Regions from separate parts of the Mus musculus genome. Here all the other regions are linked to region 3. Evidence: chromatin contacts called from public HiChIP or PLAC-seq and promoter capture Hi-C data. All regions are on one chromosome and are shown on one strand. The core of a region is the stretch at or near the end of the contact, and the rest is flanking DNA. Distances in the headings are between cores, read along the strand shown. Region 1 holds the start of Nsun4 (NOL1/NOP2/Sun domain family, member 4). Region 2 holds the start of Lrrc41 (leucine rich repeat containing 41). Region 3 holds the start of Cdc20 (cell division cycle 20).

What was found. HiChIP or PLAC-seq counts read pairs in DNA pulled down with a chosen protein or histone mark. Capture Hi-C pulls out chosen DNA fragments and counts their contacts.
Region 1: an H3K4me3 HiChIP or PLAC-seq map of embryonic midbrain shows a contact between it and region 3, with 11 times the contacts expected there. The contact joins the promoter of Nsun4 here to the promoter of Cdc20 in region 3. A contact is called at or near these places in 3 of 39 promoter capture datasets (hippocampal neurons, liver and pre-B cells), 1 of 115 datasets of contacts at active chromatin or transcription factors (embryonic midbrain) and 2 of 9 other capture datasets (adipose tissue and liver).
Region 2: a promoter capture Hi-C map of adipose tissue shows a contact between it and region 3, with 2.4 times the contacts expected there. The contact joins the promoter of Lrrc41 here to the promoter of Cdc20 in region 3. A contact is called at or near these places in 2 of 39 promoter capture datasets (erythroid cells and pre-B cells) and 3 of 9 other capture datasets (adipose tissue, liver and macrophages).

What each region holds. Positions count from the first base shown.
Region 1 is chr4:116,051,757-116,056,626 of GRCm38.p6, reverse strand. Nsun4 (NOL1/NOP2/Sun domain family, member 4) reads left to right here and starts at 2,816. Exons shown (of 6, transcript NM_028142.5): 1 at 2,816-2,943. The coding sequence starts at 2,851.
Region 2 is chr4:116,073,682-116,078,656 of GRCm38.p6, reverse strand. It overlaps Lrrc41 (leucine rich repeat containing 41), which reads right to left and starts at 3,388. Exons shown (of 10, transcript NM_153521.2): 1 at 3,050-3,388. The coding sequence starts at 3,248. It overlaps Uqcrh (ubiquinol-cytochrome c reductase hinge protein), which reads left to right and starts at 3,587. Exons shown (of 4, transcript NM_025641.3): 1 at 3,587-3,741. The coding sequence starts at 3,688.
Region 3 is chr4:118,435,126-118,439,910 of GRCm38.p6, reverse strand. It overlaps Cdc20 (cell division cycle 20), which reads left to right and starts at 2,568. Exons shown (of 10, transcript NM_023223.2): 1 at 2,568-2,970; 2 at 3,069-3,217; 3 at 3,305-3,401; 4 at 3,523-3,651; 5 at 3,746-3,942; 6 at 4,040-4,134; 7 at 4,210-4,438. The coding sequence starts at 2,790.

The DNA.
Region 1 (4,870 bases), core at 1,567-4,066, 2.4 Mb after region 3:
CAGTCCCACATCCTCATTACAGTTTCTCCCTCCTGCTTGGGGTTCAGGCTAGGCCAAGTTCCATTCTTCACCCACAGGAACATTCTTGAGTAAAAATTCTCCAAATGTATTGACAGTCACCTCACCCTCTGGAAAGTCCCAGGTAGACATTCAAATGCATGCCATGCTTGCTAGCCAATAGATTTAAAGGTCAATATGCTTAACCAATAACTGTAACCTTGCTGATGTAACCTTTAACCCTAAAATGTATAAAAACTGCTTGTAATAGCCATTCAGGGTCTACTTCTTGTCACTCTCTTTGTGACTGATTGAGGGGTGACCCTAATGCACTGGAAAATAAACCTCTTGCTTTTGTATCAATCTACATCTCGGTGTCTCACTCAGAGGCATCTTGAAGTAAGTATCACTGACTGAGGGTCAGGGTTTTACACAACTACTCACCATGCCTCTAGGGGCCTTAGCATTTATATACCCTCTGAAAAGTCCCCAGAATTCCAAATGTCACACAATCACATAAATTATCTGCTCCTGGCAAAATCACACCCCTGCTATAGCATGAGGCAAATCATAGCTGCTGTGGACAATATGAAGCAGCCCCATGTCCCACACTTGAGGTTAAAATAAGAATATATTCCCATATTTCTGGGTTTTTCAAAGAAACCAAAATTCTCACTACATTCCTCTGATTACATTAACAGCAAAAAACAAACAAACAAACAAACAAACAAAAACAACAAAAATTGAGACAGTTTTCACTATATATCCCTAGCTGACCTTCAACTCGCTGCAGAACAGGCTGGTCTCTAACTCAAAGAGATCCACCTGACTCAGACTCCAGGAGCTCACGGATTAAAGATATGAACCTTTGTCTGCAAAGGAAATAGGAACTCCACAGGAAGATCAACAGAGTCAACTAACCTGGACCCTTGGGACTTTCAGAGACTGAACCACCAACCAAAGAACATACACGAGCTGGACCTAGGCCTCCCCGCACATATGTAGAAGATGTGCAGCTCTGTCTTCATGTGGGTCCCAAATAACTGGAGCAGAGACTATCCCAAAAGCTATTGCCTGTCTGTGGGATATGTTCTTCCAGCTGGGCTGCCTTGTCTGGCCTCAATGGGAGAGGATACGTTTTGCCAAGCAGACCTGATGTGCCATGGTGGGGAGATAGCTGGGGGGGGACCTCCACCCTCTAGGAGGAGAAGAGGGAATGGGGGAGGCATTGTGGGAGGGGAGTTGGTAAAGGGGTAGTGATTGGGATGTAAAGTGAATAAATAAATCAAGAAACAAAACAAAAGGGGCTGGTGAGATGGCTGAGCGGTTAAGAGCACTGACTGCTCTTCCAAAGGTCCTGAGTTCAAATCCCAGCAACCACATGGTGGCTCACAACTATCTGTAATGAGATCTGACTCCCTCTTCTGGAGTGTCTGAAGACAGCTACAGTGTACTTACATATAATAATAAATAAATCTTAAAAAAAAAATTCTTAAAAAAAAAAAGAAACAAAAGGACATGTGCCATCGTGGCCTCATTTGGCTCACTAAAATTTTGAAACTCAAATTCTCACTTGTTTAAGTCTTATTTTACTTTTATTGTTTAAGATAATGACAGATAGCCAGTCGGTGGTGGCGCATGCCTTTAATCCCAGCGCTTGGGAGGCAGAGGCAGGCAGATTTCTGAGTTCGAGGCTAGCCTGGTCTATAAAGTGAGTTCCAGGACAGCCAAGGCTATACAGAGAAATCCTGTCTCGAAAAACCAAAAAAAAAAAAAAAAAAAAAAAAAAAAGATAATGACAGATACGTATGTGACTTGGATGATGAGTACAATTTTTGGCAGGTGCTCATTCTATATTTGTATGAGTTACAGTTTGGGCACACCCTTTTAATCCCAGCCCTTGGGAGACGGAAGCAAGCAGGTATAATTTCCAGGCTAGCCTGGTGTACATAGAGAGTTATAGGCCAGCCACGACTATGTAGTGAGATCTTGTCTCAAAAATCAAAAGGAAAAGAAAAGAGTGTGTTATATGTTTGTATATGTTCATGCATATGTGCATATGGTCTATGAATGGCAGCTGCAGGTCAACACCACACGTCTTCAGATGGTCTCATGGAATCTGGAGCTCACTAATTCAAAGACGTTGGCTGCCCCACAACTTCCAGAGATCAGTTTGACATACTTAACATTTTTAAAAAATTACGACTTAGCTGATTATACTATATGGTGGGTGGCAATACATTATAAGAATAAATGTAAGGTTACAGAAAAGCTGTCTGACCTGTAGCTATGAAAACCAAGCTTGGCCTGGAACTCACAGAGATCCGTCTGCTTCTGCCTTCCAAGTGCTGGAATAAAGACATATGCCACTCTGCTCAGCCAAACGATCATTTCTAAAAATAGTGATCACCCCCTTTCTTCTTGGATCCTAAGCGGCGTAGTCAATTTGATAGTCTCAGAAAGAACACAAAATTAGGTACCGAGTCTTGAAAAGAACCGTCTAAAAGGAAGATCTTGAAACTGGCTTCTATGGCTTCCTAGCAATTCCGCTTCTGTCTATAGTCTGCTCTAATTTCGTTCTACCTCGGCAGCTTTCTCCATGCAGGTTGAGCCCAGAAGGCCTTCCCTGCAACTTCCTAGGAGCTCCTTTAGATGCTCTAGCACAGCCACCGCTTCGTGTGCGCCCCGAGGATTCTGGTGGGTGGGGTGTGGAGGTAGGCGGAGCCCTGGGGGCGCCGCAAGCCTAGCCCCGCCCTGTCTGCCGCTGATATTCTAAGCAGCCCTCAATCCTTCCCGGAACCCGCGAGAGCGCAGCTGCAGTTTCAGTCGGAATTATTGGCGTTGTTAGTTGACATGGCTGCGCCCGTCTTAAGATGTGTTCGGAAGCTGCTGAAGCTCGTGGACTTCACGCCGGTCCCGCGGAGATATCGATATAAGAAGAAATGGGTAAGGTCTGACATTAGAGGGAGACTTATCCAGCCCTTGCGTTTCCCGTCACTCACAGTTGCATTCGGGACATGAACTCCAGGGACCGTAACCTTCTTGGAGCTCTTGTCTCACGCCTGCCTGTCCTTTTATTAACCACAAGCCTCTTCCTGTTGCGTAAGCAGCCCCCTGACTCCGCCCCTCTCTGTTAAGTCACGGCCTGAGCTTTCATTCGGTGACGTTACATCGCCTCATGTTACTTTTTCTTGCTTACTTTTATCTTGCCCTTCCCACCCTTCTTTTTCCTTTTCTTTCCTCCCTCTTACCCTTCCCCTCCAGTCCCATGAACTCTTCCCCTCCTTTCCTCCTTAAAATTTCAGCCCCTTCAACTTCACCTCAAGCAGACTGCCCTAACAACTACTCCTTCCCTCCTGAGTCTCCGTCGTCCTGCAGGAAAGGATTCACCCCTGTTCTCACTCTCGAGGTGCCTGTGGCGCCCGGGAAAGACTTCAACGACCACCTTTCCTGTAATGCTGGCCTTTCTCCAAATGCAGGCAACAGATTCACCAACCCCCCTTACTCTAGAGAACCTTTCTCTTGCCTCACCATTTCTTCTCCGTGCTTACCTCGACGGATCCCCACCCCGCCCCCTCCGCCCCCAGTCCTCTCCTCCCCACCCCCACCGGAGAGGTGCCCCTTTGAACCCTTTTCTCCACTCCTAGGAAGGCTGTACAGACAAGAGCCAGCTGGTTCATCCTCTCCTTGTTTTGACCGATTCAGCCTTCAGGGGTCACCCTCTCCTCATCAGCGGAACCTATGTTGCAACTATATTGATTCCCCAGAATCTCAGCGTTCATGCCCTCCAAGTCCGCGTCTTTGTTATGTGACTTCCCCACCTCTCATTCATCAGGCCCCTAGAGCCAGCCCAGTAACTTCCCCTGAACTTACTCATATAACCTTGGAGACAGGCCCGGTGATTTCGACTCCCCTTATGCCAGGGTCCCAGGGAAATTACTCCATCATTTCACCTCTTCTTACCCATCGGCCCCTGAGACCTGGCCTTGCAATTTCACCTCCCCTTGCTCACCGATCTGTGGAAACTAGACCTCTAACCCCTGCATCCATTTCTCACCGAGGGCCCCACTGTCCCTCTAGAAGAAGTTACAATGATCCTCCCCTTTCTTCAGCATCTTCCCCACCCTCTGGCAACCCTTACCACGACAACCCTATGCCTCCAAACTCTTGTGAACCTAAACCACAGCTTGATGTACCTCTTGGGAAAAATGGCTGTGGCCCTCCACTTTCTTCTCAGGCAGGCATGTCTGGCTCTCCCATCTCACCTCAAGAGGGCTGTATTCATTATTCCCATTTATGCCCAGATTCCCAGATATCTGCCCCTAGGAGTCCTTTCTGTGTTATCAACCTACCACCTGAGAGTGCTGGTTCTCCTAGCTCATCCCTGCCTCAGGCTCTCCAGAAGCCCTGTGTAGGGTCCTTTCTGTGGGAGCCTGGGGGGAACTCTTACCTCTTACTAACCCCAGGTACTATAATTTCTGGTCCTTCCTGCACCACAGGACCACCTCTTCCTCAGTGTCCTAATCCTTCCCCGTATTTCCCATCTCCCCTGAACAACCAGTGTGTAGCTCCACCTCAGTCACCCAGAGGTTATAATGAACCCCGCCCTCCTACCTCAGCTCCCCCTCAAATGAAGTCCCCCAAATCCCCTGAATCACGACGCAATCCCTACAAGTGTCGGTCCCTAGACAATACACCCCACCACACTCCTCCTAGCCATTCTAAATCCCATAAGACCAACACCTGTCCTCAGCCTCCCTCCCAGTCCTTTGGCCTCTTTAGTCCATGTATGGAGCCAGCCATCACAACTACTTCAAATTCCTGCCCAAAAGAACCTCCCCCAGAGACCGCTGTCCTCAAAACTGTTGCTCCT
Region 2 (4,975 bases), core at 2,139-4,638, 2.4 Mb after region 3:
TACATTTTAAAAAATATTTTATTTTAAAATTGCATGTATATGTGTGTCTATATAGAGGTACGTGCAAGTGAGTGAGGGTGCCTGCAGAGGCTGAAAGGTGTTGGGCCACTGGAACCGGAGTTCTATGCAGTTTTGATCTGATATGGGTGCTAGGAACCCAACTGTCCTGTCCTGTGTAAAAGGAATACTCTCTTTCCCGTACCTCTGTTTTTTAAAGTCAGGGTCTTTCTCCTAGCGTCCTTGTAACTTGAGGCAATCCTTCTGTCTCAGCCTCCTGAGAACTAGGATTACAGGTGTGAGTCAGCACACACAGCTTTTCCTCAGTGTACTTTCTCTTTACTTGAAGAATAACTGAATCATGAGGCCTAAGAATCTAGTGTACTTTTTTTTTATCTATTAGGTACTCATTAATATTCACTGTACCTGTTGAATGAGAACATTAATTCCCTGTGCTATTATAGTAATGTAGGTCTATCATCTGACACACTGTTTCTCTGACATCTATCTTTATATTCTCTCTCTCTCTCCTCTTCTCTCCCCCCCCCCCGATGACATACTCTGATCAAAACCTTTCAAAAGCTCTCTACTCCATACAAGATAAAGTTCAAATCTCACACCCTGATATTTAAGGTCATCTACCATCGATGAACTTTTCTCATCATGAGAGATCACTGAGAGATGTGGCACACAGCAGGAATGAGGTCAGAGGACAGTCACTTGCAGATCCAATTCTGCTAGTTGGGTCCCAGGAATGGCCTTGAGGTTGTCAGGCTGATGGCAGTGTCTGGCCTGACCTGCTGAGCATCTCCCTGGCCCACTGTCTCTCACTACACACTTGGGTTGCCTCCACTTACTCCCCTCTCTTCAGTGCTAGTCCACTAATGGCAGAAGCCTTTCCTGACTGCTCCCTAGCTCACCCTGAGGCCTCCCTCTGAAACAGCAGCGCTTGACAGGCCTTTTTCTTGGCACCTCTAAAAGTTCTTACAGAGTCAAGTTCTTACTGACTGGGTGGCTATTTACTGGATCTAGCCCACTGCAGGTTCTCCTGTCTCTTCTCAACTGGGAACAATGAAGTAGTGATGAGTACACAGAAAGAAAAGCCATGCCTTCAGAGCTTCCCCCTTTTCCTTTGGACTCTGCTCCCTCCTGCTTAGCAATCCCCTCTCACACCTCTCACAGGAATTCTCATCTCTTCAAACTACAAAGTCTACTGTTCCTTTATTCTTAAGACAGGTTCCTTGCTTGCTTCCAGCCGTACTTTTTTCCTTTTAAATGCTTCCTCTTTGCAAGTCAGGGCCTCCATTAACACCCAACTCCTCTTCTAGCCAAGATCAGCATCTAAAGACTCTCCAGGCTGATAACAGGCTGCCACATTTCCAGGACTTCTCTGAGCCCCTGTTCAACCCCAGGGAGGCCTTTCCTTCCATTCACCATAGGGTCAGCCTGACCTTTTTCTGCGCAGCTTGGCACGGGGCCTCCACAATCTCCTCTGCTCACACAGGGCCTGAGGACTTCTTATCCATCTCTTCTCCCCCACCCCCACCTCCTGGAAGGCGCTTGGGCCTTCTCAGCAGTGCTGGCCACTCTAAGGCCTTACAACCTATTCTGGGGCAGCAATCCTGCAAACCCACCTCCTGGGGCTTAACAAAACCCTCACTCTCAGTTCTTAACGGACCAGGGCCTGCCTTCTGGCAAAGATGTCACCACCACCTTGGATAGTCCCGGTGGCACATCCCCTGCACACTCCAAGGCCAGGAGCCTCCTCTGATGTTACCCTCTCCTCCTCCACCTTCCGTCTGGCCCGACCTGTGATCTCATCCAACTTCAGCCTGACCCTACTCCACTAGCACCAATTCTGTCAGGCCCATGGCCTCCCTCCCTTGTCTCCCCTGAAGGCCCTAACTTTCTCTTTAACTCTCTACTCTCACTTTTCACGTCGTGGACCCTTTCCCCGCTTAAGTTGCCAGGCCGCTGGCCTGCGGTATCCTCCTCCAGCAGGGCCTCCTTGCCATCTGGTCGGGGAGCAGAAGGCCTTGGCTCACACCGGAGCGGAGCGGACTGTCTAGCCGGGTCCAGCCCCTCCGTACCGGCCGCTCTCACAACTAAGGCCTCGGCTCCCTCCTATTCGGCCCAAGGCCTCTTCCCCATGACGCGTCTCACCCGACTCTAGCTCCGCAGTCCGGGATACCCTGGCCCCTGCCCGGCCTGAGGCCTCTTCGGCCCTTCCCGCCGGCCGGTCTCCCGAGCCTGTCCGTGCTTACGGAGCGTCTCCCGGAGCCCTCCACTCACTTTCCTACCTTCTCCACCACCGCCCCGGTCCATCCAGAAGGCCACCGGCGCTACCTGCTCGGCGGGCAGACCCGCAGCTCAGTTTAGCAGCGAGGTCTGGGGCGTCGGTGCGCTCCCTTCAGCCCTCGCTCGGGCCGTCAAACAGGCCACGGCGCTCCCAGCCTTTTCGGCTTCTCCCCGCGACTCCGGTCCCTCGCTCGCTCTCCACTGGGCTGTCCCACCCCGCCCATCCGCGGGGCTCCCGGAGTCCAGGTACCGGTGGTGTGCCCGGCGGACAGCGGAGGCCCCGGGCCGGCAGCGCAGGTGGCTGCGGGCCTGGCCTCCTTGCCTCGGGTCGGGCCTGCCAAAGTCGGTCCCTGCCCCGGGGCAGCCCGGCCATCCCTGCCCCGTCGGTTCGAGATCCGAGAATCCTCCGTTCAGTCCGGTCCAGCCCAGTGTCAGTTCCGAGCCTGTGGCTCCGGCCTGCTACTCCAGCCCCCGTCGCTAGGGCCCTGGCAGCTCTGCCCCGTACCGGGCCTTCTGGCCTCGCCCCCCGCGCCCCCCAGGCGAGCCGCGGCTCGGCTTCACCGGCTCCCTCGGTCTCAGGCTTCACTCCGTCCCGCCCTGTCAGTCACGGAATTTCTGTTCCGACTCCACCATCGAACTCCCGGGGCTCCCAGCTGGGCCTGGCCCCGGGCCTCTCGGCCTCGCCCCCCGCGCCCCCTGGCCGCCGGGCCGCCCCCGCTCGCTGCCGGAGGTCGCCCCTCACTCCGCGACTTACCCCACACCCCGCTCTCCAGAACCCCCATATGGGCGCTCACTGCCCGCCCGCACAGCTCGAACAGGGCGGGGGGAGCGCTGGGGCCCGAGGCCGAGCTCTTCGCTGGCGCCGCCTCCCGGGACGTGGCCTCCATGGTCGTTGCTGCCGCTACCTCACAGAACCAGCAACTCCGGGCGCGCCAGGCCTCGGGCGCCGCCATCTTGGGGAGGTGCGCGAGCCCGAGAATGACACCCGCGGGCCGCCATCTTGAAGAGGTCAGCTTTTAGGACCGCTCCATAAGGGATATGGGGAAGAACAGAAACAACATTAAAAGATCGTCAAACAGAGGAGCAGATGACTCAAGTATCTTAGGGAATACTACTTGGAAAAATACTGTAGATCAACACATTTGGGCAAGAAGTGACCGAAAGGATGTTTCTTAGCAAATTCTTTGCAGGCGTATATAGCAGCTCCCCCTACGTCTCGTAGCTAGCGAGTAGTACAGCCCAATTTGTGCGTGTGTTCGGGACTACGAGGAGTATGCCGCACTTCCGGCCAGGTCGCCGGATATCCGTCGAGTGACCCTTACTAGTCCTTCTTAAACCTGAAGTGGAGTACTACTCTGGTTGCGCTTGTTGGATCCCAAACCGGCTCCCGACATGGGACTAGAGGACGAACGAAAGATGCTCACTGGATCTGGAGACCCCAAAGAGGTAAGGCTTCGAGGTTGGCGGGCCCGGGACCTAGCTCAACAAAGCACCTCCCGGGGCTCTCTTAGTCCGGGTTTATAGCCTAGGGTTTGCGGGGTCCAGAGAGGTGGTTTCCGTTACTTACCTTCAGAATTCTTTGGTTGACCTTGGGCAGATTAATAGCTAGTCTTTCTCGGGATTGGCTTCCCCAAACCAGGAATGTGAAAGTGTAACTGGAGTTTATAATGCTGCACTGATAAACTTGTGTAAACAAACAAACAACCCCCCCCCAGGTTTTTGAGGTTCTAATTTGATAAATGTTTTGAGGTTCTAACTTGATAAGTGCGTGAAGCAAAAAACTAACGTTAGTCTTTAACGTAGCTTAGGTCAGAATTTATTTATGGAGATTTCGGGGACCCTAGTCTTCGGAAAAGTGCTTTCAGGAGTTGGGGTGTAGCTTCATGGTAAAGCTCTTGCCTAGCATTAACAAGCCCTGTATTCGCTTCCCAGCATCTCCAACAAAAAGCGGTTCTTTATCTTTTGGGATGGAGATGGCCGAGGACTTGTGCCTTTGGGGACAGTTTAAGAATGTGTAGTGTAATTCTGTGGTGCAAGAGGGAGCTCTTTCCCAAGTTGAGCATCATTGTGATAAATATTGGCTGCTTATGTGCTGAGTGCTTTATATGCACTAAGATACTTAACTTGCACAGTTTCCCCATGAGGTAAATATCAGGTACATTATATATTTTTGTCACTTTTATTACATGAGGCAGCAAGCAAGGAAGTTTATCTTGAATGAGGGCACACAACTAGCAAGACAATACAACTGGGACTCCAATGCAGACGTCCAGGCTTGAGAGCCAGAGCTCTAGCCCGAGACTCACTTTGCTTCCATTTCCTGTGCATTTGTCTTGTCTACTTCAGGACAAGCCATCAGGGCTTAATGGATTAATTAGTTGGCAAATTATTTATCCCTTAATTTTTTCAAGTTTTCATTCTCAGAAAGTTTAACAGGATACCACAGCAGATAGAAGTTTTAAAATTAAGAAAGTTGGGCATGGTGGTCCGTGTCTTTAATCCCAACACTCAGGAGGCAATGGCAGGAGGATCTCTGTAAGTTCAGAGCCATCCTGGTCTTCATATCAAACTCCATGACAGCCAGGACTATAGAGATCCTTTCTCAAAAAAACAATAAACCAACAAATCAAATAATAAAATGAAGAAAGTTAAATTAATTTTGTGAAAGATCCATAATGAA
Region 3 (4,785 bases), core at 1,319-3,818:
GAGAACCACCTGCCACTGCCTCCCAAGTGTTGGGATTACGTAAAATTAAGGCAGTTTGCTATCTGCCTTGAGATCAGTAAACTTGCCAGATGTGGTGACACACACCTTTAATCCCAGCACTCCGAAGGCAGACACATTTGAGTTCGAGGTCAGCCTGGTTTACACAGTGAGTTATAGGACAACCAGTGCTACACAAAACCTTGTCTCAAAAAAAAAAAAAAAAAAAAAAAAAAAAAAAAAAAAAAAAAGAAGAAGAAGGAAAAAGAAGGGCTGGTGAGATGGCTCAGTGGGTAAGAGCACCTGACTGCTCTTTCGAAGGTCCAGAGTTCAAATCCCAGCAACCACATGGTGGCTCACAACCACCCGTAACAAGATCTGACTCCCTCTTCTGGAGTGTCTGAAGACAACTATAGTGTACTTACATATAATAATAAAATAAATCTTAAAAAGTTCAAGGTCTTCCTAAACTATGTGGAGTTCAAGGCCAGCCTGGCTACATGAGAGTGTGTTTCCAAAATATGTACGTAAACTGTTTTAATGCAGTAGTTAGCAGATGATCAACTAGTAATTATTATTTGTATTAATGTTGTTTTACCTTTGTGCATATTCATGTAAGTCACTAAAGCCCTGCACTAAATGGGAGTCACCTAGATCCTAGATCCTTCCTTTTTTTGTTTTTGGTTTTTCGAGACAGGGTTTCTCTGTATAGCCCTGGCTGTCCTGGAACTCACTTTGTAGACCAGGCTGGCCTCGAACTCAGAGATCAACCTACCTCTGCCTCCCAAGTCCTGGGATTAAAGGTGTGCTCCACCACTGCCTGGCGCTTTTTTTTTTTTTTTTTTTTTTTTTTTTTTTTTGAAAAAAGAATTTAGACTGACCAATTCAGAGTCTGCCATTTATTTATTTATTTATTTATTTATTTATTTTTTTTTTTCGAGACAGGGTTTCTCTGTGTAGCCCTGGCTGTCCTGGAACTCACTTTGTAGACCAGGCTGGCCTCGAACTCAGAAATCCGCCTGCTTCTGCCTCCCAAGTGCTGGGATTAAAGGCGTGCGCCACCACGCCCGGCGCTTTTTTTTTTTTTTTTTAATGTTTTTTATTGTCACCAGAAGGAAGAGGTGCGCTGTGGGTGCAGAGATCAAAGGGCCACTTTTTTTTTTTTAAAGTGTGTATGTGTTTTGCCTACATCTATGTCTGTATACCTCATGCACACCTGATGCTGGCAGAGGCCAGGGAAGGCACTGGATCCCCTGGGACTACAGTAATAGATCTTGAATACCTATATTGGGCGCCGGGAACTGAACCCTAGGTAATCTGGAAGAGCATCTAGCGATAACAGCTAAGCCATCATCTTTCTAACCTCCTTTCCGCTTTAAAATAATTTATTTTTATCGGGGAGGAGGGGTGTGTTTGTGTGCCATCTGTATGCTGGTTCCATAAGAGGGCATCGATGCCCTGGAGCTGGAGTTAGAGGTAGTTGTGCGCTGCCTGACAAAACCAAATTTTCTTCCCGTGGAAGAGCAAGAAGTTCTAACTGAGGCATCTCTCCAGGCCCCAGACCTGGATTCTTACCAACCTCTTTTTATGACCTTGGGCTAATTTCTTGTATTGCACCTTGGTTTTTCTATCAGCATAACCAGGTTCTTGGCCCAGCGTGGTGGCACACGCCTTAAATTCCACCGCATCTCTGAGATCCAGGGCAGTTTTTTCTACAAGGTGAATTCCAGGCCAGCCCGGACTGCATAGTGAGACCCTTGTCTGAAACAAACAAAATGGGTGTCGCTCTGGCAGATTATGTGCAACGGGGGTAAGGAGATCTCTAGGTCTCTGAAGAATCCTAAGTCCCACGGGAGTCCTCCACAGGATGTGATGTCCCCAAGAACAGCCTAACCTAATCTTCACGACGAAAGGCTGGAATTCTGATCATTGTTTTGACACACACACCCCTTCCTCTCACTTTGTGTTTGCAGAACCCCACACTGGTCCGCATACTTCCTTCCTAGCAGGGTTTCAGGCGCCCTCCCCATTCAGACTGCCACCTCCCCACCGTCTCTAACCAACTGGGTCCTCCGGGTTGAGGTTGAGTTTCTCTCTCTCTCTCTCTCTCTCTCTCTCTCTCTCTCTCTCTCTCTCTCTCTCTCTGTGTGTGTGTGTGTGTGTGAGAGAGAGAGAGAGAGAGAGAGAGAGAGAGAGAGAGAGAGAGAGAGAGAGAGAGAGAGAGAGAATGTGTGTATGTGTGAACGTGTGACCTAAGTACCACCCACAGGCTTCGATGTGACCTTTCAAAGATTCCCAGATGCTCTAACTGCCGGGCCCAACCCAGAGAGATGGCCGGCAGAGAGCGGATCCCGAGGACTAACTGTGCGGGACCCGCCCCCGTGTTCCGATTCGGGCTCCGATTCGGGCAGGGACGAAGGCTCCCAGAGATGGGTTCGGGATTTCCTTCCAAATGCTTGGTCGTCGCACTCTCGTGAGATTTGCTCCCGGAAGACCCGGCCCTCTTCAGTGTAGCGACCAATCGGCAAGGGCGACGGTTAAGACAGTTGGGTTTTGAAGGAGCCAATGAACGCTAGCAGCGGAGAGTTTAAGAACAACAGTCCGGCGTGTCCTTAGCTTGTCTGGAAAAGAACGCGTTCGGCAGGCGCACTGACGCGCTGCGAGGAGCTGGGGGTTTGTGTTCGGGAGAGCTGAGTACGGAGAGGGACCGGGCTGCTGCGAGCTGTGGCAGGCGGAGCCCAGGAGCCCGGCGAGGATCGCGCTTGGTCGCCTTTCGCCCCGGTAGCGGTGCCATGGCGCAGTTCGTGTTCGAGAGCGATTTGCACTCACTGCTTCAACTGGACGCACCCATCCCCAATGCCCCGGTTGCGCGCTGGCAGCGCAAAGCAAAGGAAGCCACAGGCCCAGCCCCCTCGCCCATGCGGGCCGCCAACAGATCACACAGCGCCGGGCGGACCCCGGGCCGAACTCCTGGTGAGTGGGTGGAGGGAGCTGGAATCGCTGAGAGTCCGTCTTCATGCTCCCTCCGGGAGCCTCGTCAGGCTGTCTGACTTCTCTCTCCCTGCCCCCAGGCAAATCTAGTTCCAAGGTTCAGACCACCCCTAGCAAACCTGGAGGTGACCGCTTTATCCCCCAACGCAGTGCTTCTCAAATGGAGGTGGCCAGCTTCCTCTTAAGCAAGGAAAACCAGCCGGAAGACAGGGGGACGCCCACCAAAAAGGTATGATTCCACAGGGGTCATGAGACTTGAGGTGTCTGTCCCCTGGCTGATACCGGTCTTCCTCCCCTCACTTGCCGTGTATTTCAGGAGCATCAGAAAGCCTGGTCTCTCAACCTGAACGGTTTTGATGTGGAGGAAGCCAAGATCCTCAGGCTCAGCGGCAAACCTCAGAATGCCCCAGAAGGTAAGGAGTGAGTGACATCATCGAGGCTGGTGTCAGTCCTTCCTAAGGGGAGACATGTGGCTGCTTTTCCACATGTGGATGGGTATCAGTTTCCAAGTCTAGACCCACTCTCTTGCCACAGGCTACCAGAACAGACTGAAAGTACTGTACAGTCAGAAAGCCACGCCTGGCTCCAGCAGGAAGACTTGCAGATACATCCCTTCTCTGCCAGACAGGATCCTTGATGCCCCCGAAATCCGGAATGACTACTGTGAGTGCACTGTTGTCTTTGCGGATGGAGAAAGATGGCCTAGGAATGGACCAGTCCAACAAAGGACCTCATGTTTTCTTCCTTCCCCTGGCAGACCTGAATCTTGTAGATTGGAGCTCTGGAAATGTATTGGCTGTGGCACTGGACAACAGTGTGTACTTATGGAACGCTGGTTCTGGTGACATCCTGCAGTTGTTGCAAATGGAGCAGCCTGGAGACTACATATCCTCGGTGGCCTGGATCAAGGAGGGCAACTACCTAGCTGTAGGCACCAGCAATGCTGAGGTCCAGGTGAGCCTGGTTGCCTGTATTGTGGCTCTGTGGTCACTGGGCTCAGGGGGGAGCTTGCCCACCTTACATCTGTGACCCTGTGGTCATTCCTCTGCAGCTCTGGGATGTGCAGCAGCAGAAACGACTTCGAAACATGACCAGTCACTCCGCTCGAGTAAGCTCCCTCAGTTGGAACAGCTATATCCTATCCAGGTCGGTGTTTTTCCCAGTCTATAGCAGAACCTTTCCGGTTTCTGCCATCCGGAACTAAATCTCTTCTTCTCTCAGTGGTTCACGGTCTGGCCACATCCACCACCATGATGTTCGGGTAGCAGAACACCATGTGGCCACACTGAGTGGCCATAGCCAGGAAGTATGTGGGCTTCGCTGGGCCCCAGATGGACGACATCTGGCAAGTGGTGGCAATGATAACATTGTCAACGTGTGGCCTAGTGGTCCTGGAGAAAGTGGATGGGCTCCCCTGCAAACATTCACTCAACATCAAGGCGCTGTCAAGGTGAGAAAGCATTTGAGCTGAGGTCTTTACAGACACTCAGCTATAAACGAGGGACTACTAAGAGGAGAGGACAAGGCGGGGTTGAGTTTAATTGTGACACTTAGAGTTGAGAGATGGTTTTGTCCACTGAGTATTCATAATAGATGATGACTACTGTGCCCAGAGAGCTGGGTGCCTTCCAGCATCGTCACGATTATTGAAGCAGCTCCTGTCTTGGAGTTGTTTGAAAATTGTTATCACCTCTGATTGGCTAATAAAGAGCTGATCAACCTGTAGCTGGGGAGGAGAGTTTAAGATGGGTGGGAAAAGAGGTGAGGTCACCAGGAGGGAGTCTCCAGGAGATGGTG